Regions from separate parts of the Mus musculus genome. Here all the other regions are linked to region 1. The links are chromatin contacts, called in public HiCAR-type and promoter capture Hi-C maps. All regions are on one chromosome and are shown on one strand. Each heading gives the region's core, a stretch centred on a gene start, on an enhancer-like site or on the middle of the called end of the contact. The rest is flanking DNA. Distances are from core to core; before and after follow the strand shown. Region 1 holds the start of Odf2l (outer dense fiber of sperm tails 2-like). Region 2 holds the start of Gbp5 (guanylate binding protein 5). Region 3 holds the start of Gbp7 (guanylate binding protein 7). Region 4 holds the start of Gbp3 (guanylate binding protein 3). Region 5 holds the start of Gbp2 (guanylate binding protein 2). Region 6 holds the start of Kyat3 (kynurenine aminotransferase 3). Region 7 holds the start of 9530052C20Rik (RIKEN cDNA 9530052C20 gene).

The links. Promoter capture Hi-C pulls out the DNA fragments that hold promoters and counts their contacts. HiCAR-type assays count read pairs that join an accessible place to other places.
Region 2: a contact with region 1 is called in a promoter capture Hi-C map of pre-B cells, with 7 times the contacts expected there. The contact joins the promoter of Gbp5 here to the promoter of Odf2l in region 1. A contact is called at or near these places in 2 of 39 promoter capture datasets (liver and pre-B cells) and 1 of 9 other capture datasets (liver).
Region 3: a contact with region 1 is called in a promoter capture Hi-C map of pre-B cells, with 3 times the contacts expected there. The contact joins the promoter of Gbp7 here to the promoter of Odf2l in region 1. A contact is called at or near these places in 3 of 39 promoter capture datasets (the C10 cell line, liver and pre-B cells).
Region 4: a contact with region 1 is called in a promoter capture Hi-C map of pre-B cells, with 2.9 times the contacts expected there. The contact joins the promoter of Gbp3 here to the promoter of Odf2l in region 1. A contact is called at or near these places in 1 of 39 promoter capture datasets (pre-B cells) and 1 of 9 other capture datasets (liver).
Region 5: a contact with region 1 is called in a promoter capture Hi-C map of pre-B cells, with 8 times the contacts expected there. The contact joins the promoter of Gbp2 here to the promoter of Odf2l in region 1. A contact is called at or near these places in 3 of 39 promoter capture datasets (the C10 cell line, liver and pre-B cells) and 2 of 9 other capture datasets (adipose tissue and liver).
Region 6: a promoter capture Hi-C map of pre-B cells shows a contact between it and region 1, with 11 times the contacts expected there. The contact joins the promoter of Kyat3 here to the promoter of Odf2l in region 1. A contact is called at or near these places in 5 of 39 promoter capture datasets (embryonic stem cells, hippocampal neurons, liver and 1 more) and 2 of 9 other capture datasets (adipose tissue and liver).
Region 7: a contact with region 1 is called in a HiCAR-type map of astrocytes, with 5 times the contacts expected there. The contact joins the promoter of 9530052C20Rik here to the promoter of Odf2l in region 1. A contact is called at or near these places in 3 of 39 promoter capture datasets (hippocampal neurons, liver and pre-B cells), 2 of 484 Hi-C or Micro-C datasets (CD4 T cells and muscle stem cells), 1 of 115 datasets of contacts at active chromatin or transcription factors (astrocytes) and 1 of 9 other capture datasets (liver).

The regions. Positions count from the first base shown.
Region 1 is chr3:145,116,681-145,120,363 of GRCm38.p6, forward strand. It overlaps Odf2l (outer dense fiber of sperm tails 2-like), which reads left to right and starts at 1,909. Exons shown (of 17, transcript NM_001162538.1): 1 at 1,909-2,102. Gm40163 (a long non-coding RNA gene) reads right to left here and starts at 1,733. Exons shown (of 2, transcript XR_867692.2): 1 at 1,663-1,733; 2 at 142-435.
Region 2 is chr3:142,495,175-142,498,857 of GRCm38.p6, forward strand. Gbp5 (guanylate binding protein 5) reads left to right here and starts at 1,760. Exons shown (of 11, transcript NM_153564.2): 1 at 1,760-1,821.
Region 3 is chr3:142,528,648-142,532,330 of GRCm38.p6, forward strand. It overlaps Gbp7 (guanylate binding protein 7), which reads left to right and starts at 1,689. Exons shown (of 11, transcript NM_001083312.2): 1 at 1,689-1,792.
Region 4 is chr3:142,558,330-142,562,012 of GRCm38.p6, forward strand. It overlaps Gbp3 (guanylate binding protein 3), which reads left to right and starts at 2,027. Exons shown (of 11, transcript NM_001289493.2): 1 at 2,027-2,361; 2 at 3,411-3,606. The coding sequence starts at 3,435.
Region 5 is chr3:142,619,082-142,622,764 of GRCm38.p6, forward strand. It overlaps Gbp2 (guanylate binding protein 2), which reads left to right and starts at 1,582. Exons shown (of 11, transcript NM_010260.1): 1 at 1,582-1,727. It overlaps Gbp2b (guanylate binding protein 2b), which reads left to right. Exons shown (of 11, transcript NM_010259.2): 11 at 1-95.
Region 6 is chr3:142,699,345-142,703,027 of GRCm38.p6, forward strand. It overlaps Kyat3 (kynurenine aminotransferase 3), which reads left to right and starts at 1,704. Exons shown (of 14, transcript NM_001293560.1): 1 at 1,704-1,831.
Region 7 is chr3:142,880,868-142,884,550 of GRCm38.p6, forward strand. 9530052C20Rik (RIKEN cDNA 9530052C20 gene) reads left to right here and starts at 1,628. Exons shown (of 2, transcript NR_152127.1): 1 at 1,628-2,119. It overlaps Pkn2 (protein kinase N2), which reads right to left and starts at 1,137. Exons shown (of 22, transcript NM_178654.4): 1 at 744-1,137. The coding sequence starts at 791.

The DNA of each region.
Region 1 (3,683 bases), core at 659-3,158:
AATTACATGTTTTTATTTTTAAACTCCCACCTTTTCTGCTTTCAGTTACAAAAACCTCTTTTGGCATTTACCTACCATTCTTTGACAGCCATAATCAGGTAAAAGCAGCTTACATATATGATTAAATATGCTGAGAAGTGATAGTGGGAAGATAATAAAAATCTTTATTTTCCACAATTAAGTCAGTACTTGGAGAATTGCCTTCAGAGAACGATCACTCTCCAGGGAGGAGTAGCATGCAGCTCCCTGCTGTGGAATGAGTGTGTCCCTTCCTCCCACTAACCCTCAGTGTGTAGGCACTTGGAGTGGAGGCCTTGGCAGGCTGATTGGGTTACAGGAGTAGAGTCCTCATGATGAGATCTGTGTCCTTACAGGAGGTAGGTGAGATCTTGCTTCTTGCTCAAGTGAGAATACAGCAAGGAGGCTTCCAACCATCTGTAAGCATTAGGAACAGACAACTCACTAGCAGCCAGATTGGTTGATTCTTGAGTTGGGTCTTCTGAGATTCTAGAAATGTGATAAATATGTTTCTGTTCTTTAAACAACTCAGCCTACGCTACTTTCTTATACAAGGCTGAATTAAGACGTCTATTACCAGTCTATCCATGGCTGCTCATGTACCCAGCATGTCCATATTGAATGTCCCAGGCAACAGAGAGAAGAGCTTCAAGCTACTTATGCAGAAGGTGCATATTGAAGTGGCTTGTTGTTTTTGACTGTGGAATATCATTCCATTGTATTGAATATGTAATCAATTTTCCTGCTGGTAAACATTCAATCTACTTGCCATTTTTAGCTATTATAAACAAACTTGCTATTTATGACTTTCTTATAGAATATTTCATAAACATGTATTTTCATTTTCCTCACCTAGGCGAACAGCTCCCTATGGAAACTCCCTAAGAAGCACAGCATCTGGCTCTGAAGAGCTTGTACTAGCCATACTGAAGGGCCGACAGTTCAGCTCCTAGCTGACATTTCCCATAGCTACCATTTTACTCTATCTACTAGAAGTATGCGCTGCTTCGATATGCTGTTCATTTTTATATCTCTTCCTGTGGTGGAACCTGAGGGAGTGGAGCGGAGGAACGAGGCAGACTAACGCCGCATGCAATAGCCAACTTTATTCAGAGCATCAGACAGTGTATACCCTGAGTGCTAAGAAAGGTCACTTGAGTATATAAGAAGGACAAGGTGCACGCGGCAAAAACATGTTTGTTTGTTTGTTTCCCATAGAGGCAAATAAATGGATAATAGCCAGTTGTACAAAAACTCGGACGTAAACTCACTCCTATCTACTACACCTGGGAGGTGCATGAAAACATTCCAAGAACAATGACAAAACTCCCAAAATCTCATAAGGAAAACAAAACAAAACAAAATAAACAAACAAAAAACCACTACTAGGTCCTACCAAGATCTCATTTGGCCGGTTCAGCAGTTTAGAAAGCACAGCAGCTTTATCTAAGGACTTAGGAGGACTTGAACGACATTTTGGAGAACCTGCTGACTATGTTTTTAAAGAAGAAAAACTCCTGTGGGGGATAATGCCATACACTGGAAAGGTTTTTCTGTCTTGGGTTTTTTCAAATCCTAGCTACAAAAAAGGGCAAAAGCAGGGAAGTCATTTTTCGATCCAGTGTCAAGAGACTCGGAACGGACCTTCCTTCCCTGCTAGGATGAGAGCGGTTGAGATTTTCGGTCAGCGACGCACAAAAGCTACGCCTTTTCTCAAAGCTAAAGCTTTTGAAAAATCTCACTAGAGAAACCAGAGCAGAGACAACCCCCCGCCGGCCACGCCCCCTCACTCCCTCCAATCACAGCAGGAACGGCGCTCGCGCTCTAGAGCTCCCGACCAATTAGCTGCGTCGGAGCGGGCCGATGAGGGCGGGGCGTCCGTTTCCACAGAAACCGCAGGCCGGTTACTAGCAACGTTGAGCTCCAAGGTGGACGCGCTCAGGCCGCCGCTGCCTGTTCTGGTGACTCGTCAGCTTCTCTCCCCGCGCTCCCTGCCCTTCCCTCTGGCCTCCTACTCTCTCTGCACTCTCCGCCTGCTGCAGTGACCCAGGGCCGGGCAGGCCTCAGAGAGGCCTCCGGCCATTGTAGGTAGTGGCGGCGGCGGGGGATGACGTCAGGGCGACGGGCGGACGGGCGGGCGGGCGCGAGTCTGGGGTGGGCTCTGAGGGCGGGCCGCGCGTGACCCTAGGCACCCGGAAGTGAAACCCGTGGTGCCCACCCCTCCTGAACAGTATGTGTTTGGTGCTCAGGTCCTCACTGTCACCCAGAGGAAAGCGGACATTGTGCCCCTGCTTCCCGCGGTGTGGTCTCGGGGCGCCGGGGAGAAGTTAGCGGGGGATAGGGTCCCTGCAGAGCGAGGGTCCGGGTTTGGGGGTGTTTCCGACATAGTGTTTTCCTAATCTTGAGCTCACCCGATGCCAGTCCAGTTCTTGACGTACCCCGAGTCATGTCCCCTGTCTCTGGCACTGAATATGTCAGTTGAGTAACCTTAACCTAACGGTGGCTGCTATTGGTGACCCTAAAGACCAAGTTTCTCTGTCACGCCATGGCTTACAAGGGTGTCAAATGTTTGAGGGTACGAGTGCCTCTGGTTTAGGTAAAGGATCAAACTGTAGAAATCGTGCCTGTTTGTAAGCTTTACTTCATACCTTTGATTAATGGTGAGACCGGCCATATTTGTAATTTTTAATAGCAAAGTATTATTATTGCTGTTTTCTGCTAATTCTACAACTGGTGTATATTAATAGTTTTAGTCTTTGCTTTTCGAGCGTCTCAAGATCTGAGCAGATAGCCTCATTTATTCGTCACTTTTGTTAACTCCATACAGACAAATGGGAGTCAGGATGAGTATAGAAACGATCCGTTGCAGGCCACTGATGCCCCCAACCCCCACCCTCTGGTTTAGTAGTTCTCCATTTATGACTGCTTCAGCAATGACTTTCTACAAAGAACAGATAGGTCTTCAAGGTTGTTCTGTAAAATCAGTTCTGATCAACTCAGGCTTGTAAGTAAATTTAAGGTAGGTTGGTTAATTCAGGATAATTACTTTAAAAAGGAGAAAGTGGAAAAAACGTGAAGATTGCTGAGCTGCCCCGCAGAGTGGGCCAGATGGCATCTAAGTTTAAAGGTGGGATAAAGTAAGATGAGTCCAGGGATTCTACTTCTTGCTCAGTGTGTCACCGTGACTCTAAACCACCCCTGTTGCTGTCCTTGATGGTCATCCGTGGTCCTAACATCTGCAGTATCCTGGGATCTTTAACCAGTGGCCTCTTCTGTCCTTTCATTGTACCAGTCCTCAGTTTCTTTCCGTGACACTTGCAATCCTTGTGTATCCACTGCATTTCTCCAATAACATCTCCTGGGCTTTCCTTAGAAACCCTTGCCTAATCATTCCAAGCCTCGGTTTGTATTCATTGCCTCTTCAGTCCTGAGGCCTGCACTACGATGGGGGGCTGCTCTGTCATCGGTGGCTTTCTGACCTCTATGCTGGTCTCCAGTCCTGTCATACGGTGTCAACCCTCAGCTGCTCTCCGTGGTCCCTTTACTCCTTGAAAACCAGAGCCATGTGGAAAACTCCTAACACATTACTAAGTTTAGCTACCACTTAAGGTACAGCCTTGGCCTCCCTGAACCACCGCTTCCCAGAAGAGTTCACCTCAGCAGTG
Region 2 (3,683 bases), core at 510-3,009, 2.6 Mb before region 1:
GCCCATGGGGTCCCTCAGAGGGGACAGTGAAGATCTTAAGAAGAAGCTGCCTTCCAGAGTGTCAGTGGAACCCTGCGCTCACTCGCAATGTAAGTTTTGGAGTCTTCTGTATGGAAGTACTGGTTCCATGCAGTGCTCTACCAACTGTGTCTCAAGTTGAGTCACTGTCCCCCAGCCCATGACCACACTCATGGGGACAGAGACAGGCCTAGTGCTCTAGAAATCAGCCTGCACTCAGGTCTGACAGCTTCTGAGTCTGCCTCTGCATTCAACTCAAGACACAGGAAAATGAGACCAGTCATCCACGTGCCTTTCCTTCTGAGGCCAGGTACTCCGAGGCTGCATGCTCAAGTCAGTCAGAGATTAGCCTGTCTGGAGAAGTGATCGAGTCCATGGAAAGGAAGTCTGGTAAAGGAATCCCACAGAAAAAACAATATTTTTTGAAAAACTGATATAATAAAAACAAAACCAACCAACCAACCAACCAACGAACCAAAGAAGACACTGGAGTGGAAGGCCATCCAATGCGCATGGATCAATACAGTTGTTATTGTGATAACGGTTAGGTTATTTTACCCAAAGTCACCAGTATAGGCGGTACCCACCATAAAGTCAAATGCTATTTCTGTCAAGCTTACAGGCAAGTGCAGTCTAAAGCGAGTATGCTTCCTTTTAGGAGAGTTAGACTCCAGAGAGCGTCAGAACAAAGTCCGCAAATATCCATGTACAACATTCAGCTTCTATATAACTGATCTTTATTGGCTACATATGACCAGACATTTCCTGAGTTTCCTTGTCCCAGTAGTGACAGCGTCATCTCCAGGACTTGTTAACATATTATTTTGGCTTGAATTCTAGACAAGTGAGATAGAAGATCTTTCTTGAAGCTCCGTTAAGGGAAGGCTATTTCTTCTTGGTAAAGCATAGCTATTTTATTGACCTATTTTAAAAAATTAGTTTAACCCACTCAGTGGCTTGAGTTTTGCTCAGAAGAATCGGACTTGGGTCACATCATCAGCAGATGTTCCAAACGGCACCAAACAGTATAAGATTAAAGCAGCTGCTTACAGCCTTTCTGTGACTGAGTCAGCTTGCTGGTGCAGTCTCTAACCCAGCAAGCGTGATTAGCTTTCTTTTCCTTTGCAATCTCTCCTTTCTGGTTTCCTGTACGGTTTGTCTGCTCTGCTAATTTTTTCCTCTCTCCAACTCCAAAAAAGTTATCCTCAGTTTTCCTAATTCTGTTCTTTATTTCTTTTATATATGGGATTCAAGAGTCCACAACATGACACCCTGAGTTCCTTGTTTAACCTACTACCAATGAAAACAACTTTTATCCTAAGTGGATGCAGAGACAATTGTAAGAAATGAGTCTTCAAATAGTACGTGAGGTTTCCCTTCAAAACAATTGTGATTCAAAACCATAAAAATTATCACCCTCGTTCAAAGGAATAAAATAAACAGCGCTTGAAACAATGACAAACGATGTCAACGTTCTCTTTCAGATTGTGGGCAACTTCTGGGAAATTAGTTCAGTGACATTCAAGCCTTCTGCTTTTGAAAATCCCCTTCAACTATACAGTCTGAACTTGTGTAGTTTCAATTTCAGTTTAGAGAACCCTTTTGCAGATTCCTGTTCTTGCGTTTCATAATCAAGTTCTCTCCCAGCTCTCTGGGAGAGGAAAGGAAATTCCCAGGGCTGGCCGTTATTTCTCAGAACCAAGCACAGATAAATAAGGGTGCAACGAGTTTGTCCTCTTGCAGAGTCCCGTTTGAAGCAGTGTTCTTACTGGCCCCTGCTCCCGCTCTTCAGTTTTTCTTAAGGTAAGACCTGGAGCAGGGGTGGGAAGAGACTGTTAGGAATTATTTTTTAGACTACTTTATCCAGGATGGGATGCATCCTAGCCTGGATGCTGGCTCAGCCCCATTAGAGATTAAACAGCAGTGTTCTCAGAGAAGCAGAATTCCTTGTCCAGCAGTCCGAGTGTTTATTCAGTGCCGTTATTGTTTCCTGTTAATGAGAGGGCAGAGTGTGAAGAGATTAAACTGAAAGGTAGAAATGACTTCCAACTGTTTATCTCCGCTTGTTCTAACTTCTTGGCATCCCTAGTTGCTGTTTAGAACAGAATCACCTCCAGAATAGCAGGCAACCATACTGTTTGCATGAACAATATAGCAGAGCATGAGCTGCGCAGTAAAAGGTCTGAGACTGGGGCTCTAACCAGCGCTCCCATTGTCGGGAAGTGAATTCCCAGACAGCAAGGCTCTATATGTGGGCCGATGCTTGTCCTCATTGGAGCTTGGGACAAATTCACAGCCAGAGCTGCGAGAGAGAGAGAGAGAGAGAGAGAGAGAGAGAGAGAGAGAGAGAGAGAGAGAGAGAGAGAGAACTCCAAGGCACACAGGAAGAGGTTTGCTGACAGCAGTGAGCATTTTCGCTGCACTGCCATCTCTTAAAGGTTCCGTGTTTGCTTTTCCTGGGCAGTCACTCACTTTTAAACCCCATTTGTGTTGGATTCTGTCTCTGCTACAATATTGTCTCTACCTTTATATGTTGACGAATCAAAAAATGACCTATTTGGCCGGTATGGTCTGGCTATGCGGATCGCTCCTGGGAACTCTTTTGACTTCTTGCTGTGTCCCGTGCCTCATGCATATCATACTTAAAGAACAGATAAGAATATAAACGCAAAAACTGAGCAAACACCAGAAGTTCATCTCCAGCACCTTTCAGTACTTTCAGATTTCTTGGTGACCTTCTTCCCTACAGTCCTCCCCTTGTGTGAACATTTCTCTTCTTCTCTTCTCTTCTCTTCTCTTCTCTTCTCTTCTCTTCTCTTCTCTTCTCTTCTCTTCTCTTCTCTTCTCTTCTTTTTTTTTATAATTATTTTATTTATGTGTGTGCCTGAGTGTATTTTAGTCCCCCAGGACTGGTGTTATAGGTAGTTGTGAGCCACCTGGTATGGGTTAAGGGAACAAAATCCAGGTCTACAAGAGCCTCAAGTGCTCTTAGTCACTGAGCCAATATCTCTAGCCCAACCCTCTACTGATATAAATGCATATTGATTTGGTTACGTCTGGCTTGTAGGAAGCAGAATTGTAGGGAAGACTTGAATGACATCATAATGCTACTCAGTTGCAAGGATGAGACTGGAAATCAATATTAAGTGGAACTTACAAATAAAAACCCGATTTTATCTAGTTTTATGTATATATATGTATATTTATGTATATATGTATATATACATATATATGCATATGTGTGTGTGTGTGTGTGTGTGTGTGTGTATGTATGGGTGTTTGCCTGTTTGTATGTCTATGTAACATATGTGTGTCTGGAGCCCACAGAGGTCCATGAGGGCATTGGATCCCTTGGCAATGGAGTTACAGATAATTGTGATCTAACATGTAGGTTTTTGGAATCATATCTGGGTCCTCTGGGAGAGTGGTGGGTGCTCTTAACAGCTGAGTCATCACTCCAGCCCCCTGAAAGTTGTGAGACTTTGACAGAGAGAATGTATTCCTGAATCACAGGCCAAGCTACACAAGACAGAATAATGAATTTAAAAACATGGCTGGAGAACATTCACTATGTGATGACATCAGAGGTTTGGCTCCGATAAAAGCATTAAGGATTTCATCCAGATACCATTTGGTGCCAATGTTTAAATACTAGGAATGCTAGA
Region 3 (3,683 bases), core at 439-2,938, 2.6 Mb before region 1:
CAAAGGCATATGGTTCATTGGAGTTTCAGATCCATCTCGAGTCTATCCTTGAACTCCCATTATTACAGCATTTCCCACATGTTGGGTCATTATTCCTGATGATTTCAGGGAGGTCTCATTGTGCTCCAGGTGTCTTAGTTAGGGTTTTGTTACTGTGAACAGACACCATGACCAACGCAACTCTTATAAAGGACAACATTTAAATGGGGCTGGCTTGCAGGTTCAGATGTTCAGTCCACTATCATGAAGGTGGGAGTATGGTAGCATCTAGGCAGGCATGGTACAGGCAGAGCTGAGAATTCTACATCTTCATCTGAAGGCTGCTAGCAGAATACTGACTTCCAGGGAGATAGGATGAGGGTCTTAAAGCCCACACCCAAAGTGACACACCCACTCCAAAAAGGCCACACCTACTTGAACAGGGCCACACCTTCTAATAGTGCCACTTTCTAGGCTGAGCATATACAAATCCTCACAGCAGGTCCATCTGAAATAGATCCATTATGTCTTTTAAAAAGCAACATAAAAGAGAGGGTTGTGAAAGCTTTAACACTTAAGTGTCTGCCCCGTGCCCTGACTCCAGACATGCCTAGTTCATCCAGCGTTACTGCAATGAAGTGCATTCGTGTCCTAGCCTTGAGTCTGACAACTGCTATTCCACAGAGTTCACACTTAACTTTGTTCTATGGGAGAAATTTACCTCAGTCAAACTAACAGATGGGAATCAAATTGATGTTCCCACCTGAAGGATAACCTGAGGACACACTACATGATGGTTCTCAGGCCTGACCAAGCCCCACCTCCTCCCTAGCTCAGAAAGATGATTCCGAGGGGCCTGTAAGAAAGCATCAGACATGGATACTTCACTAGTCTGGTCTGTATGTAGATGTTCCTTAACACAACACGAGGTTACATTCCAATCACAGAATCACCCTGACATGAATATTTGTGAATTTAAAATGCACCAAGACATTTAACCAAACAAAGATGACAGCTTAGTCTGTTGTATGTTACCAGACATCTGGACAGTCACTTAAGACAAAGCTTTTTTTCTTTCTTTCCCAAAACACCTGTTGTAATTCATTTCGGTTTTGCCAAAAAAAAAAAAAAAAACAAAAAAAAAAAAAACCTCCATATAGTAGAAGGCATAGCAAGCTAACCCGTAGGGGACATGAAAAAGGGAGAAGCCAGACTTTCATATGTGCTGCTGCACAGCAAGATAAATGATGGTGACTGTGGCATACATCTCAAAAAAGAAGTGTTAACAGTTTGAAGAGATAGCTATGTTAACCCAGTCTGCATCATATATCACATGAGGTATCCAATGCACAGAAACAACCCATTACCTTTTTAATATGTACAGTATTACTATCATGCACGAGTTGCGCGTTTTTTAAGGTAAAAACGTCTCGTTGGTGTCAACCTCTTGGAATAAGCCAGTGGCAGGAGCTGGCACATTTCTGTTGCAGCATTCTGTATTTCCCAATAGAAGTCAGTATTTAGAGAATCAGCGACTTGTTTTCATCCGCCGCCCATCTGGCAGGGAAGACTATGGACTTGTTCCCCACAGATTCCGTTTTCTTTCCAGGAAAAGCAGAAGCTTCTCAGAAAGTCAGCACAAGCCTGTGTGTGCAGTTTCAGTTTCAGTTCTCCATCCCCACAACTAAGTGCAGGCAATATCCGGTTTCACTCTGGAGTTTAAGAATAGAGAGCTTTCAGGAGGAATCGGGGCGGGCGCAGCAGCAAGCCTAAAGGTGCTGAATCCAGGTAGCAGAGAATCCGGTGCAGGCTGGTGAGTTCCCTGAGACTCCATACCCAATGTACACATCTCCTAAGGAGCTTCAGGGAGGTCCCGAGGTCCCAGGCCATAAACTCCACATTTGGTGCAAGATGACACCGGAGGGTGGACGACCGCGATCAGAGACGGCTTGGTGGCCTCAGGGTGGGTGGACAGCGTTGCTCAGTGTGGGAAGTGCGACCACTCTCGAGCAGCCACCACAGCCAGGCATGGTGGGGGATGGGGTGGGGTGGTGAGCGGTTCCTACGGGAATATCAGCCCAGGGCTACCCACTCCCGCAGGCTACCCATTCCCCTGCATTGTTTCCAAGTAAGAGGGCATAACCCCAGAATCCTCATCTACCATAGTCCTCAGGTACTCCCGCCGCTGTGAGCTCAGCTCGGCTTGAAGAAACAGAAAACATAGCCTTCCCTTGTTGAGTCAGACAGAATTTCCAATTGCGCCCGCCCCGTGCACCGCTGTGCTACCAGTGCACTCTCGCGCTCTGCAATGGGGTACTCAGTCAAAAGTTAGAAACAGCAGGAAAGCCTGAACCCCTTCATGTATTGTGAACTGTTTCAAAGTCGTCCATCTAAGGTTTCAGACCAGTTTTGGAGCTTGTGAAAAATCTCCGGAGGAGGCAGTTTTTTACTGTCTTCCCTGTGGCTCGAGCCACCTTTGGAGACCATGGATAATTTACATGACCAATCGCAGCTATGTAGTTCTACTTATTTACTGTGAATTTTAAGCTTCTTAGTTGGGACAGTAACCCAGACCTGCACGAGAGCAGAGAGAAGAGAAATAACATGCCTATCAATATTTTCCTAATATAGATAGAACTGGTCATTAAGGTACTGTTGTCTTTCACAGAATTAAGGTGAGCTTACGTTTCCCATTCGACACCTACTCTAAATTGATGCTAAGTAAAGAAACACCTACAGTTTTTAAGATGCCACCAGAGGACAAACAGCACCCAGAGTGCCCCTTATACATTATATCATGACATGCCACTAATCAATTGAGAGTTGGTATTTCCCAATTAGGATATTTATCAGTGTAGAAAAGGTGAATTGCGGAAGTTGGTTCTATCAGGGAAGTTTTGGTAATAGGATCTGGTGTTTATTCCCTGATCCACTGGGCAGTTTATAGTCTTCCTGAGCATTCATTTAGCATGTGTGCATGACCTCCAAGACAAGTGAAAAGGAGGCACAATAGCCTTCAATACTTATGGTTGTTTTAAGAGAGAATGCACCATCAGAGATTTGCCCACAGAAGTATTTATTCACGAGGATGTATTTTCAGGGAAATTAGCCACTGGAAAAGAATCATATCCATGTGTCATCTTCAACAGCATGGGCATGAAGCAGGTGGGAGATGATAATTTGCCAGTGTAAGGTCACGTGCTTGTCACTTATCTATGTACAGAAAGTAAGCTGAAGGTCCTGGGGCTGATCTCAGTTGGTAGAGCGCTTGTCTAGCACTTGTGAAGCTCTGGCTTCAGTCCTCAGCATCATATAAACTGGGCACTGCAATACTCATTCCTGATCCTGGCACTCAGGCTGTGGAAGCAGCGGAACCAGTAGGTTTTGTTTTTTATTTATTTATTTATTTTTAATTTAATTTCTTTCAATTTATTCACTTTACATCCCATTCACTGCCTCACTCCCGGTCATGCCTTCCCACAATCCTTCCTCCATCCCCTTCTCCTCTGAGCAGGTGGGCCCCCCCCCTGGGTATCACCTCAACCCTGCATGTCACATCTCTGTGAGGCTAGGCACTTCCTCTCCCTCTGAGGCCAGACAAGGCAGCTCAGCTAGAGTAACATATCCCACGTACAGGCAACAGCTTTTGGGATAGTCTTCATTCTGGTTGTTTCAGACCCACATGAAGACCAAGCCACACATCT
Region 4 (3,683 bases), core at 777-3,276, 2.6 Mb before region 1:
AATTGTATCTTGGGTATTCCAAGTTTCTGGGCTAATATCTGCTTTTCAGTGAGTGCATATCATGTGTGTTCTTTTGTGATTGGGTTACCTCACTCAGGATGATATCCTCCAGATCCATCCATTTGCCTAAGAATTTCATAAATTAGTTGTTTTTAATTTCTGAGTAGTACTCCATTGTGTAAATGTACCACATTTTCTGTATCCATTCCTCTGTTGAGGGACATTAGGGTTCTTTCCAGCTTCTGGCTATTATAAATAAGGCTGCTATGAACATAGTGGAACATGTGTCCTTATTACAAGTTGGAGAATATTCTGGGTATATGCCCAGGAGAGGTATTGCTGGATGTTCTGGTAGTACTATGTCCAATTTTCTGAGGAACCGCCAGACTGATTTCCAGAGTGGTTGTACAACCTTGCAATCCCACCAGCAATGGAGGAGTGTTCCCCTTTCTCCACATCCTTGCCAGCATCTGCAGTCACCTGAATTTTTGATCTTAGCCTTTCTGACTGGTGGCCAGCTTCTACTTCTCTACTCTTTCCTTCTCTATGCCTTTCTCTGCCTCTGCTACTCTCTTAACTCCCCTCCCCATGTCCTTGTGTAATCAGTTGAATGGAGCAATTTGTATATGACCCTTCTGTTTCTCACTGTGGGATGTAAGGATGGAATAGCTGGACTAGTGAGAATATGAATGCCATGGGTAACTCTGTACCTTTCACTCACTTGTCGGTCCAGTAGGGAGATATAGTTTTTTCTTATGATCAAGGAAGGAATAAAGCACAAATTGATACTCATATGTATTATATAAGGACTTCAACCTAACCAGCCTTAAAGGATAGTTAATGATAACTTGTAGCAGTTAATAATAAAAGCATATCTGTTGTAGCTCACCTGGAACTCTATTAACTGAAAAGTCAGTCTGTCTATGTCTTGTTTTTAATGTTGAAAGTTTGCTTTTTGCATGAATTATTTGAAAGTAGTCTATACATGAAGTACATGAAGTAGTCTGAGCACAGCCAACTTAGCATACATGAACCCCGTCCCACATATTGTATATATATTTTGAGACAAAATTTTCATGTAGCCCAGGCTAGCCTCAAGCTTAATATATAGCTCAGAATGGTTCCCCTGCCTCCACTTCCATGGCCAGTTCACATAGACAATATTTTAAATAATTCATGAAAGCAGGAAACTTTTATAGAACAGATTTTTTTTACTTGTGATTTTATGTCAGAACTCAAAAAAAAATCAGTATTGGGAGGATTTGGAAGTTTGGATTTGTAGATTAGGAATGAACACTTGTGTTGGACAAATGGCAAACAAAGAAAGAGAGTAGTTTGAGACATCCCCAGAAAGACAGGCAAAGCATACTGGGAACTTCCTGTCAGTCAGAGTAGAGAAGGAACAGCCCAGAGTTGTTAGCTCTACTGACAGACCTGACTGAATCATGCATTGTTCTTGCCAAGCAAGCTGCACTGTAAACAGTGGCCATCTCTATAGTTCACCATCTTTATAACACTTTGGTTAAAGACTCTAACAGGGAGCTGACAGCAGATATGCACTTTAAGGAAACTGGGGACTTGTTTTCCTTTAACAAAAAGGCTAGGATACCCAGGGCTTGAGCAATCATCTTTGACTCCCTAAACAAAGCTGGTTCATGTCAGGACACAGTTTCAGTTTCTATTTCCCAGATCCCTGGAAAACACAAGAAAGGGAGGAGAAAGGGCTTTTCTGCTGGGGGGAAGTCCAGTCGTCGCCTTTGGCTCGAATTCACAGCCTGAGTTCAGGTTGTATAATGACTGCTATTTTCTCCTGCTGCATCTGAGGGAGCATTTCCTCTGAAATGTGTGGAGGGAAAGGAGGAGGCCACACTGCTGATTTAGACTGCAGTCTAAATCCAAGAGGGCAGGGGACCCAGAAAACGCAATGACAATCATTGATTAGTAGTGTTCCCTGGTGAGTACTACAGACAGACTTGTGTGCCAAGTGTGATTCTGTTTTCTCCTTTTTTTTTTTTTTTTTTTTGCATCGGTGATGGAACACACTGTAGGAAAGAAAAAAAGTCTCAATCTGCAAGATGTGGCGGGGTGATAACTGCAGAAAGTTCGGGGGGATCTGGGAAATTCCTCAGCTCAGCTGAGGTCACAAATTCTGTTATTTTGTTCAAGCCCTCAACGACTGACTGAGTCATCAAGCAAGGAGCATGGTTTCGATTTCAGTTCCTTTTATCTCAATTTGTGTTTGGGCGGCTGTTACTTTGCCACTTCTAACAGTGGCTGCTCCAAGGAGCCTGGAGCAGTAGGAAGCTCAGGGAAAGAACTAAGTTGGCTGAGGACTGTCCCTGTTACAGAGCCAGTGCCTGGGTGAGTAACCACATGTGTTTCTCTCAACAGACGCTGCCGGCGAAATTGCCAGGACATCTCCATTCTGGGGTGGCAGACTCACCCTGGTGGGCAAGCCAGTGCAAGCTGCAGACCTCACAGGGTCTTGTGGCCATTTGCAGAGCGCCACCTGGCGGGCCAAGCGTGCATGTACTGCTTTTCTTGGGTCTTCATTCAATAACCCCTCTGGCTTGGGAGACAATGACCAAGGCCCATCCTTGGTGGTGAGAGCCTGGTACCCAGGAGCCAAACTCAGTAGTACTGCAGCCTCTTGTAGGGTAGCTTCCCCCAGTTTGCTTCCTTGTGTCCGCAATGTTTTCTTGATAGCAGACATCTGTCCTCAAAGGTGTCACTAAGAGGCTTCATTTTATCTTATTTTGCTGGAGTCAGTCCCTGTTTTATTTATCTGAATTCAACCTCCAATGTCCCTACCTCGCTCTATACTTACTTTATTCTAAGGCGTGTGTGGGCGCACGGGCACGTGTGTGTGTGTGTGTGTGTGTGTGTGTGTGTGTGTGTGTGTTCATTTTCTGCTTCGTTTTCTCTCCCATTTGAACAGAGGCTCACCAAGGTAGGAAATTGCACTCATTTAGTTTATTCTTTGATAACAGCCACCTAAGGCAGTGCCCAACACACACCCGGCAAACTTCTCATACTGAAACAGACTTCAAATTCTCTCAGAATGCCAGGAAACCTTTCTACCCACTTTGCAACTTTGCCACGTGCGTTTTTGCCTCACCCGCTGCAAAACCCGAGTGCTCTCAGTCTCAGACATCAGTGTTGTTGGCTTTCTCATGTTATTTTTTAAGAAGCCGGAGAATACTTTTCATAGTTCAAAGAAGAATCGTGATATATTCTATGAGAAATACTGTAACAGGTTTGGGAAGGCTGAGTTCATTTCCCACTTTAGAAACATACAGAACTTGAGATACGTGTTGCGCAAACAAAAACCGACATGTGTCTGCCTTGGGTGATGACAACAGACGATTTTAAGATCCCATATTTCAGTGAGCGACTGTTCTGGGTTACAGGGTTCTGCAGCTTCCGAGTGGACCATGGAGGCACCCATTTGTCTGGTGGAAAATTGGAAAAATCAGCTGACAGTAAATCTGGAAGCCATAAGGATTCTTGAGCAGATAGCACAGCCTCTGGTGGTGGTGGCCATTGTTGGTTTATATCGTACAGGGAAGTCCTACCTCATGAATCGTCTTGCAGGACGGAACCATGGTGAGTGTCCTTGGGGTGTATAGGGATAATTTCCTTGGACTAATGTAGAGCTGAGCACACTTTTCTAGGGTGATCTC
Region 5 (3,683 bases), core at 332-2,831, 2.5 Mb before region 1:
CTATGACATGATTTGCATATCTCTGAAGATAAATGCCTTTTACAATGTGGCAGAAGCACTGTTTAAGTGAAAACTGTTAATAAAAATGATTAAGCTTACCATAATTGTTTCAAGTGCATGCTGTACATTGTTCATAATGTAAGAAACGCCGCTCCTAAATTTCTGTAAGAGGGGAGGTCATTAGAAGACTCTTAGCTGTCACACAGGCACCCAATGATGAGGGGTTCAGCTCTGCAACTGAACATTCAGAATAACAGTAGTACCACACAGAGGAAATGTCACAGTCACGGGGCTTAGTACTCTTGTGGAATACAGAAACACAAAGATACTTTCTGTATAATTATTTTCTGGTAGTGGCATTAAACCCAGGGCTTTAAAAAATACTTCTAGTGGTACATTAACTTATAGCATAACAGTGGATGGTATAGTGTTTCTGTAGTATACTTTTCAGTGCATGCTTGTATCATGTGTGCTTGAAGAAGAATTCAACACTTGTATTCAAAGTCTGACCTATTGTCTGATTTGTGTTAAGTCCCTGGAAGATTTTAAGTACTAGTCCGTGGGTAAATCAGCATGAGGATTAATTAGACATCTTCAGAACTTCAAAGCACAGTTTGGGACACTTCTCACAGCCACAGTGCCAGTGGCTTGTCAACTCCATGGTCATTCCCAGCCTTAGCTCAGAGACTCACAGATGTCAGTCTCAGTTTTGACAGTGGCTTCCCTCAGCCTCTGAGAGATGTTATTTGCACTCAATGGTTTAGGGTCAGGACTCTGACTCACTTGTTTCTAAGGAAACATACTACAAATGACTGGAAACTCCACCCCTTTAAGCTTAGAAACAAAAACAAAAAACAAAAAACAAAAAAAAAAGGAAAGAAAAGAAAGAAATCCCTTTTGCTTACTCTTAAATTCTACATGTCTACATGATTGAAAATATTTAAGTGGTGCTAAAATTGTTGTGGGATTGTACATAATGTTAATAGCGATTATTCTAGTCCAAAAGACAAATGAACAAACTAACAAACAAGCTAGCTGATTTCCCAGCATTTGACATGTTTAAAGGAACTCAGATTCACTTTCACTTTCAGTAATTTTTCTTCCTCCCTCCTTCCCTCTCTTTGTCTCCCCCATCTTTCTCCTTCCTTTCTCTCTCCTTGTCCCTCCAAATTCTCACCTTTTTCGTTCTATTTTTATTCTTTCACAGTACAGAGAAATGATTTTTAAACGATTCATGTCCACTTCTGAATTGCACAATTGCTTGCTAACTTTGTGTAACACAGTGGGGCTGGCAACTTCACAAAACAAACACTAATGGACAAAAAAGGACTGAAACATAAGAGAATGATTTCAAAACCACACCCTTTTCACCCTACATTTTGAAACACCCACAAGAAATGGCACCATTTATCAATCTCTACCTGAGAAGTCCTGAGACCCTCCTCCCATGAGCAAACCCCTCATTCCTGCAGTGCTGGTTGAGTCATCCCTCCAACCCCACCCCAGTTAGGAACTCTTTTAGTTTCACTTTCACTGTCTTAAGCATAAATAAAGAGCGAACTCCTCACAAGTTCTCTGGCAAAAATCTGGAACTTCCCGGGTTACTACAGGGTCTATGTCACAGTGCCTGTGAGAGAGGACAGAGCACTCTGCAGCCAGCCTCAGAGGCAAAGCTGACCAGCATTGAAAAGCTGCTTCTTCTTCTTCTCTAAAGGATTTCTCTTCAGGTAAGACAGAGGCAGGGGTGGAAAACTGTTTAGCAGACTGCTGGTTTACCCTAACCAGAGGAGGCTGAAACCAGCACAGATGTGTGTGGCCCAGGGCTAGGTGACAGAGGCAGACTTTACCCTAGATGTCCCTGTCCCTACTAGGGCAAATTAATTAAACTCTGGGAAAGAAGACTTCACACTGAGAGCATAAGTGTGTTGAGGTTCATATTGCTTTCTCGGTACCATTTTATATCATTCTTACTATTTAATGATACTCAGACAAAGTTCCTGAACTTGTTGCCAGTGTCTACCTAAATAAGTTAGGCTGCTTGGAATTCATAAAAAGAGACAGTTTCCCCCATTGAAAAATCTATTGAGCTACAATATCTTTGTGTATACTATTTTGAATACACACACATTATTTATTCCTTGAGAACATCATATATGTCATGTGTTTTTGATTGTGTATATTCCCTACTCTTTCCTCCATCTCCTCCCACCCACCCCTCACTCAGTTTCATGTCCTCATTTAATCAAGTCACTGCAGCTCATTCAAACGTGGGCATAAGGCCACCTAGTGGAATTCAGGTAACTTAACAGGGGCCATTTACTGAAGAAAACCAACCCTGGAGTCTGTAGCAGCCATTAACTGCCATTATCATCTCAGTTATGCTCTGGGCTTCCCGGGACTCTCACCAACCTATGGTAGAATTTTGATTTATGCATTTTTTCTTTTTTCTTTTGTTTTGTTTTCAAAATAGTGTGTCTGTGTAGCCCTGGCTGTCCTGAAACTCACTGTGTAAACCAGGCTGTCTTCAAACTCAGAGATCCATGTGCCTTTGCTTCCCAAGTGCTGGATTGAAGGCATGTGCCACTAACCACCCGCCTTTATGCAGGTTTTCTATAGGCAGCCACAGCTGCTGTGACTTCATGAGTTCAAAAACTATATCATGTTCCAGAAGATACTGGTTCACCTTAAAGCAATGCATATAGTCCATGTGATATTTGTGGCATAAATACCACTGTGAACTGAAAGAAACCAAACCTTTGGGAGGAATTCTCTAGGGTAACATAGGAAAACTATGAGCTGTGTCTGGAAGACTGTGCTGGTAGAGAGTACCACAGCACTGGGAATGTCATGGAAGTCTACCAGCCAAGCACGGGATCCAGCTGAGGGAGCCTCAGTGAACACGGGGAACAAGCCAGGCAACAAACTAAGGAATGGTCACAAAGTCCTAAGTTACACGGAATGAAATAATAAGTACTTAGCAGTCCATACTGATGCAACTGAATGAATGAATGAATGAATGAATGAATGCAAGTAGGAACAATACTGGCTGTTGAGCCCCCATTAATAAATATGCAGTATGATAAGAGTAGACAGTCCTCTGTAAGCAAATGCTAAAGTGGTTAATTTATAAACTTGAATTGTTAATAGATGCTGAAAGTAATGATGAAACTACATGAAGTATAGTGAAGTTGTATGTGCTGAGTGTCTTTCTAAAGGCTGCTTTAAAAATATATATATATACATATATATATTCATACACAGATATACACATCTATATTTATACATATATATCTATATATACATATGTATTATACACACACATCTGTACCTACACAATACGATATGTATCACAATACTATATGTATATACACCTATATCTACATACACACACACACACACACACACACACACACACACGGAAGCAGTATTTGGTCATTTGGTAGTTCTAGTTGTTTTTGAGGAACCTCCATCCTGTGGCCACAGCAGTTAACATTCGTTTGTTTGTTTGTTTGTTTGTTTGTTTGTTTTGGTTTTTCAGGACAGGGTTTCTCTGTATAGCCCTGGCTGTCCTGGAACTCACTTTGTAGACCAGGCTGGCCACAAACTCAGAAATCTGCCTGCCTCTGCCTCCCAAGTGCTGGGTTTAAAGGCGTGCGCCACCACCGCCCAGTCAGCAGTTAACA
Region 6 (3,683 bases), core at 454-2,953, 2.4 Mb before region 1:
AGCTGGGAAGCACTAATTTACAACTCACAAGCTGAGCAAGCATCTGCATGTCTGTATCTCTTGGCATTCTAGAGGCTGAAGCAGAAGGGTGTCTGAATTTGGGGGACAATGGGCTAAGTAGCTAAAACAGTCAAGGGTGCACAGTGAGATCCTATCTTGAAAACAAAAGGACAAACAAAGAACAGTAAACTCAACTTGTAGATTCCATGTTTTGCTCCAAGATGGCTGCAGCCAGCAAATTGACATTCTAATGAGCAAGGAAACCACAAGTCAAAGAAACGGTAAAGGCAGCAGTCCACCATGTGGGCAGTGTAATTATATCAGAAACTAGGAACACAGTGGTCATGAAACATACCCTGTGTTTTGAAATAAGAAACTAGCAGCTTACTGTAATGGTTGTATGTGAAAAGGAGAAGAGAGAGAAAGGAAAGGGACACCGAGCAGCCACTTAGCCTCAAAAACCTTGAGAACGAACTGCGATGTTCCCCAATTCAACCTCAGCAATATCAACAGAACACCGACTGCAGATAAAGCCATTCCAGATCGTCATGAGTTTTAGGTCCAAAGGGGAAAACTCCAAGAATCCCGAATATGGACAGACCCGCTGACTGGGTTCAAAATGAAGGCTTGCCTCACCTCAAGCTCCACTGTAGAATTTCAGGGAGAGACAAAAGTTCACCCTCATCCTTAAGGACCTCTGAAACCTTCTGTCTGCCAGGAAAATCCACTTGCCTATTAAGATACAAAGTGCCTACCAAAGCCACAGAGCTCTCAAGCCCTCCTCCCCTTCTATTCTAAACTTCCAGGCTGTTCCAATTCACAGGACAAACACACACACACACACACACACACACACACACACACACACACACACCTGAAGCTGCAGCCACCGGTTTTTCTTTATAACTCGCAAGGTTTTTCCTGCTATTCCCTCTGCTCTGGAGAGACAGCCCTTGCCAGTCTGCCTCTCTGCTCTCTTCCCATAACTGCTTTGGACTTTCCCCAAATCCTCTAGTTATTCTCTCTCTCCTATATCTTAGGTAAACATCTTCTTCCCACCATGGGTCGGTCAGTTCAGCAGCCTGCCTGTGCCCTTGCTTACAATGAGCACCTTTAATGTTCGTAACAAAATACAGAAGCGCTTGGCTCACTGTGGCAAGGTCAGTGCATCCAACCAAATCCGCTTTTGTTCCTTCCTACAGGCGTGAGTACAGCGTTCAGCCGCTCTCGTGAACTACAACACCTCGACTCCTTTAAACGCAAGAGGAAGAAAATCTAACCCCCAAGCTGTGCTCTTAACAGCTTGTCCTCCCGCTTCAGTGTCACTTCCTCCGCCTTTTAGGTCCTGCATCACTTTACAGTTCCGAAGGAAAGATTCCCTCTCCCTCCTCTCTCCCCATCAGAGGGAACACATAGACAACTACACAGGCCGGCCTCTCAAGCATTTTCAAGTCTTTCTCCTAGAACCTGCTTCGAATCCACGCAGCGGAGATTTAAAAACAGTTCTGCTCCAAACAGTCGCACACTTCCACTTTTTCCTGGATACTCAGCCAAGGCCACGCCCTGTCCCCTAGCCTGGGAGCTTCTTGTGCACTCTCACAGGGCGCGCCACGATTGGAGAAATCCGTAACCAATCTGTAGCCTTAGCCCTGATACCGGAGCCAATCCCTGGTCAGAGCCACGAACCGCCTCCACCCCGCCTCCTCTACAATCAGGAGGGTTCCTGCTGCACTCTGCTTCTGGATCCCCGAGTGCATTCCGCCAGGAACCCCGGCGACACCTAGCGACCTCCGGACTAAGGCCAGGGACGCATTGGAACCAGGAGAACGATGTAAGCGGGCGGGACGTAGTGAGCGGTGACTCGGCCCGGGGCATACAGAGTTTGCGGAGCCGGGAGCCAAAGGGAGGTCGGCGGGCAGGAGAAGCGCCCGTACTAGGCACATGGTCGGACCACAGCGGAGACTGTGGGATTTATCTTGGGGTTGACAGGCTTTTCTTTGGAGAAAAGTCCACCCTTGTCCCTTTTACTCTTGATTGTGTAGTCTGGGTGTTTAGAACGCACCTTTGCAAGGGCAATACTGACTTCAGTTCATCCGTGAAAGATGTTTGTGTTTGTTTCTTGAGACAGTCTCTTCTTCTGGAAGTAGTTTTGTGGCAAAGGAACTTTTTAATCCTCCTATCTCCACTCCCACACACCCGACCCACACACCCAGTGCTAAGATTAGAGGTGTGCGCCACCGCTGCTGGTTTTATTCGGTGCCTAGGTTGGAACCCAGAGCTTCATCCCTACTAACTGAGCTACCTCCCTAGCCCAGATAAGGCGAAAGTTCAGGGTTGGAAAAGCAGTTAAACCAGAAGCTTGAGATTATCTTTTCGGAGCTTTGCAAAAGACAAAAGCAGTCTTAATTGGTGGTGTCTGAAGGTCAAGCATTCTTGTAGATCTGAGCCGCTCGCCCCTAAGCACCTCCATTCAGTGTTCCACCTATGGGCTGCTGGGTAGGTAGGTGGCACACGGGAAGCTTGCTCAGGGCTGCAGCCAGCCAGCCTGTAAATCTGTTCAACTTTTGCCTGTGTGCGGTACCCTAATTTCGGCATCAGGTGACCATACCGCTTCCCTTGTGAGAGAATCTCACTTTCACGCGGCCTTAAAGCCCGTTTTGAATGGTGCCTCTTAACTCTTATGCTGATAATGCCTCTTAACACTTATGCTGATAAACTTGACTGTGTTTTTTATTCATGCTTCACCTCTTCATATGGCCTTGAATGCCTCTGTACTTTGAAAGCTAGAACCCTGTTCACCTCGCTCTGTTGCAATTAGCGAACTTTATAAACACTCTAGAACCCGGCTAACAGGTATGGCATGTGGTGAAAATAAAGGGAGCAGTGTTATTTATCAAGAGGCTGTCTCTGATAAATCTTTCTTGAGCTTTTAGGTAACCTGAAGGTTCCTGACGTTTTCAGATTGCTAACACAACTATTCTTTATGTCTGTATACCTCCTATGGGTCAGATTTGTAACTTGGTAGTTTGAGTGGTAAATTCAGAGCACTAAACTTTAACCATGTTTAAACTGAGTTGTGAATGCTTTGCCTACCTTTGAGATTTGCGTTTTTCCTTCAACTTTTAACCTCTAGGTTGCCCACGGTCTTCCAGTTCTGAATCAGTCCACCCTAGAGATGATAAAATGGTAGTTTTAGTTTTCTGTTGATCCGTGTGTATCTAACATGGGTTTCATATTTGATATACCCTATGCCATGATTAGATTGCCTGGGTCACCCTGACTCACATATCTCTGGTTTTCTTCACAGACCCTTGAGCTTAAGGAGAAACCAAAAGCCAACAACTTTTTTTTTTCTTCTAATTTCATGACATTTGAATGTATATATCAGTTTAGTTTATCCATGAATATCAATGTACAGCGTTCTAGCAAAAAACACATTTAAAAGTCAAAAGCCATGCAGATGTAATGAGGCTAGTAATCCCATTTGGGGGGTGAAAGCCAGAGGATCAGGAGTTCAAGGTCACCCTTGCCTTGAGGATAGCCTGGTCTACATAAGACCTGTCTCAAAAATAAATAAATGAGGTCTGTCAATGGTGGCACACATCTTTAATCCCAGCACTTGAGAGGCAGAGGCTGGCAGATTTCTGAGTTCAAGGACAGCCAGTGCTATACAGAGAAACCCT
Region 7 (3,683 bases), core at 378-2,877, 2.2 Mb before region 1:
TACGCCATCTATTTTGTTATCTTCTGCGGACATGTGCTGCCTAACGTTTTCACTTAATGAACAGTTCTCTGGTTTGTAAACAACTTCTGTAGCGCTCTCTCTCTCTCTCTCTCTCTCTCTCTCTCTCTCTTGTGTCCAAACCGGAGGGAAAATGAAAGTCTGGGGCGGTGGGGGGGGGGGGGAAGCATCAATATTTGAACTTCCGGATGTGAGCAGGGAGAGCCATCCGAGGGACCACCTCTCTCTCTCTCACGGAGTTCAAAAGGAAAAGTTGGGAGAGAGACGCGGCCCGCAGATCACGCTACGGGCTCGCGGTCACCTGAAGGCGGCTGGCAGCGCAAGGCCATCACTTCGGAGCGAGCCCTCGGGGGCTCAAGTTCGGGGGGCGCTCTTTGTGCGGTCGGAGGGGAAAGGGAGGGAACCGCCCACAGCCTGGGAGTCATTCAAAGGAGTTAGGGAGCGGGGCTGGGGGGAGGGCGGGGCGGTGACACCCGGAGGGGACCCGAGCGAGTAAGCGGCCCCGCCCGCGGGGACGGGGTCCCGCCGCCCGGTGGCCTCCGAGAGCGCGCGCGGGAGACCGGGTCCCGGGGCGGAGAGGCGGCTCCGGCCTGACACCCCGCGAGTTTCCACACCTAGCGGGCCAGGGGCGCGCCGCGCCGCGCAGCGTCCCCGACCCCGACCCCGCGGCCGCCTTCCCCTCCCGGGTTCCCCGGGCGGCGCTCCCGCAGGGCCGCGGCCCTTACCTGCAGCTCGGTGAGGAGGATCTCCCCCCGGTCGGGGTTGGACGCCATGGCGCTCCGCTCGGGCCTCCGCACCTGAAGGCGCCCAGCGGCGCGGCCGAGGGAGAAGGCGGGACGGGAGAGCCGGGCGGGGGGCGAGGACCGGAGAGAAAGCGGCAGCTAGGGAGTCATGGAGGCGCGGCCCGGCTTGCAGGCGCGGCTCATGGAGAGCGGCGGGGAGCGAGGGCCCTCGCGGCGCGGCTCCCCTCGCCGCCCGCCGCCGCCCGCCGGACTCTGTTCCCTCAGCCGCTCCCTCAGGGCGACGCCGGGAGCCGACTCGGAGCTCTCGGTGCGGGGCGCAGCGGCCGCGGCGGCAGCTCCTCCTGTCGCACCATTTGGCTGTCACCGCGTCGCAAAAGCGGCCGCGCTTGGCGGCTGCCGGCGCACGTGACTGCCGCGGGGCCCCGCCCCCTGCTGGGCGGGCTCTGGGAAGCCAAGGAGGGTTGGCGGGGACCCCAGGGCCAGGCGCGCGGGGCGGGGCGGACTCTGGGCGGGCCCGGATGACAGGGAGGCGAAAGGCCCCGGGCTCGCGTCGCCGGGAGGCGGGAAGTCGAGCGAGCAGACCACACCCACCGCGGCTGCGCTTAACGGCTCTGCGCGAACGCTAGGTCTGGCCTCCGGCCGGCCGCAGATTGAGCCTCGCTTCGGCCCTCCCTGCTGGGGAGCCGCGCCCTCCCGCCCGCCCACCCCGAGCTGTCGCTTCCTCCCTCCCCCACCTGCCGAAGCGTGTCCACCTCTCGCCTTTGGCTCGCGCGACGTCGCCACCAGTAAGGTGCACCGCGAGCCAAACCCGGGCGGAAGAGGCCCTTGGGAGAAGTGGGCGTGGTCAGGGCGCCAGCCTCTGCTCCGAGCAGTCCCCACGGGCTGCCTTTTCCTCGAGCGCTACCCTGAACTCTGTGGTTGGGACTAGAAAACTACTGAGCTCAAAGCTGACTTAGCTCATTTGTTGATTTTTTTTTTTTCAACGTAAGTTTAATGGAAAGAGATGAGGCAGAATCAGCGTCGGGAAGGAGCCAAAGCCGACTTTACTTGGGGAGGTATAAATGAGAACTAACTACTTAGTTGCAGAGTCTACTTAGTAGTGAGCCTTAACTAGCTACTTAGCAGCCTATCGGAATTAGCTACTTAGTAGCACAGTCTACTTAGTAACATAGTGTAACTTGTGGGAAAATGGACTTCTACAAGTAACACTTATGTATCACAAGTATCAACAGATACTTTTTTTGTCTAATCAATGAGTGGACACTCTCGGTAAACGCTTCCCTTGGGGTTCTGAAGATTAAGTGCATCTAATATAGCTGGTTCAAAGCAATGTGGACAAAGTGGTGATGGCTATTTAGGTGAGTATGGCAGGTTTCAGGTGGGTAGCTACAAGTCTGAGAAGCACTTTACCTTTCATGGGACATTGATGCAGGCTCCTGCAGATTTTTCTCCAAGAGTCTCAGAAATCATTGAAGTCAGAAATCATTGAAAATCTAGAGTTCTGTGACTCCGGCTCACAATATACTGGCAAAACTTTTCCGTTCTGTACTTCAAAAGTTTTACTATTTATATGTTTAATGAATTGCCTGGGCTGAAAATGATAAAAGCAACAAGTGCCTTAATTATTAAGTTACATAATCAACTTTAGAATGCGTTTAATGGATGAACACTGTTACTTCGCCAAGTGTCGTCTTAGGAATACTGTTTCACTCTAGAAACTGCTTATAGCTTAAGTGAAATATTTGTAAACACGCATCCAGTTTCATCATACTGCAGAGTGTGAAATACTTTGCTAGAGCTGGAATTGGCTTGTAATTAACCGTTGCTTCAAGAATGGCAGAGCTGTAAATCTGAGACACATTACTTTGTCTTCATACTTACTATAGTGTGAGTAACATTTTTAACTCCTGCTATTAAAATGGAGGCTTATTAATCAAGGAAGCAACAAGGAACTAACAACATTGGGAGAAGCCAAGTTATATGATTACCTTCCCTAGTAACTAACAGAGAGAGTTAGGCCCTGGAGTTATGAGTAGTCTTAAGAAAGAGTCTATAACAAGTAAGTGGGGAGTCCTCTTGAGGAAGCAGTGTTGTGTCCAAAAACACTATTACAATTTTAAATGGTAGGTACAAAGTGGTAGTATGATTTTTACTGTAAAGTATACACAACAAAACTTACCATTTAAAGTGGGTCACTAGATTCCTATTGATATGTTTTTCTTTTTCTTTTTTTATAATTTACTTTTCTCCAGGAAAGAGATGAGAAACTTCATATATACATAACAAGTGGCTAACTATTAAGAAGTATTTGTGCAATGCCAGGTGTGATGGTACACTCCTTGAATCCCAGCAATTGGGAGGCAGCAGCTGGCAGAAGTCTGTGAGCTTGTGGCCAGCCTGCTCTACATAATGAGTTCCAGACCAGCAAGGGTTACATAGATGCTAGACAAATAGAAACACAATAAGATTTCTTTAGAAAAACAAATTTAGATATAAAGAGAAAAACGAGTGTTCTTTAGAAAAACAAATTAAGGTCTAAAGAGAAAATGTTCACATTTCAGCAGCATGGAATTTTGAACCTAGGAGACAAACATGTAGCCTAGCTCTCACAGTAAGTACAAAATAATAAACCCCAGTTTAGCTAATTGGGAAGGAAATAGTACTTGTACTAAGTGATGTAGGAAAAGAACTAAGTCTTAGAACTGGCATTCCATTTGCCGCCTGGGCTGGTTTTAATCTGCACTGTGCTTTAAAATAGAATCTTCATAAACTGAATTCAAAGAGCCTTATGACCCTCAGACAGGTACCATAGGAAAAGACTTCAATCTTTCATAGTCCTAGTGTTAAAACCAGTATAAAAGTTTAATGTTACAAATCATCTGCAAGTGTAAACAAGTGCACAGGTCTTTAATAGTATAGGAC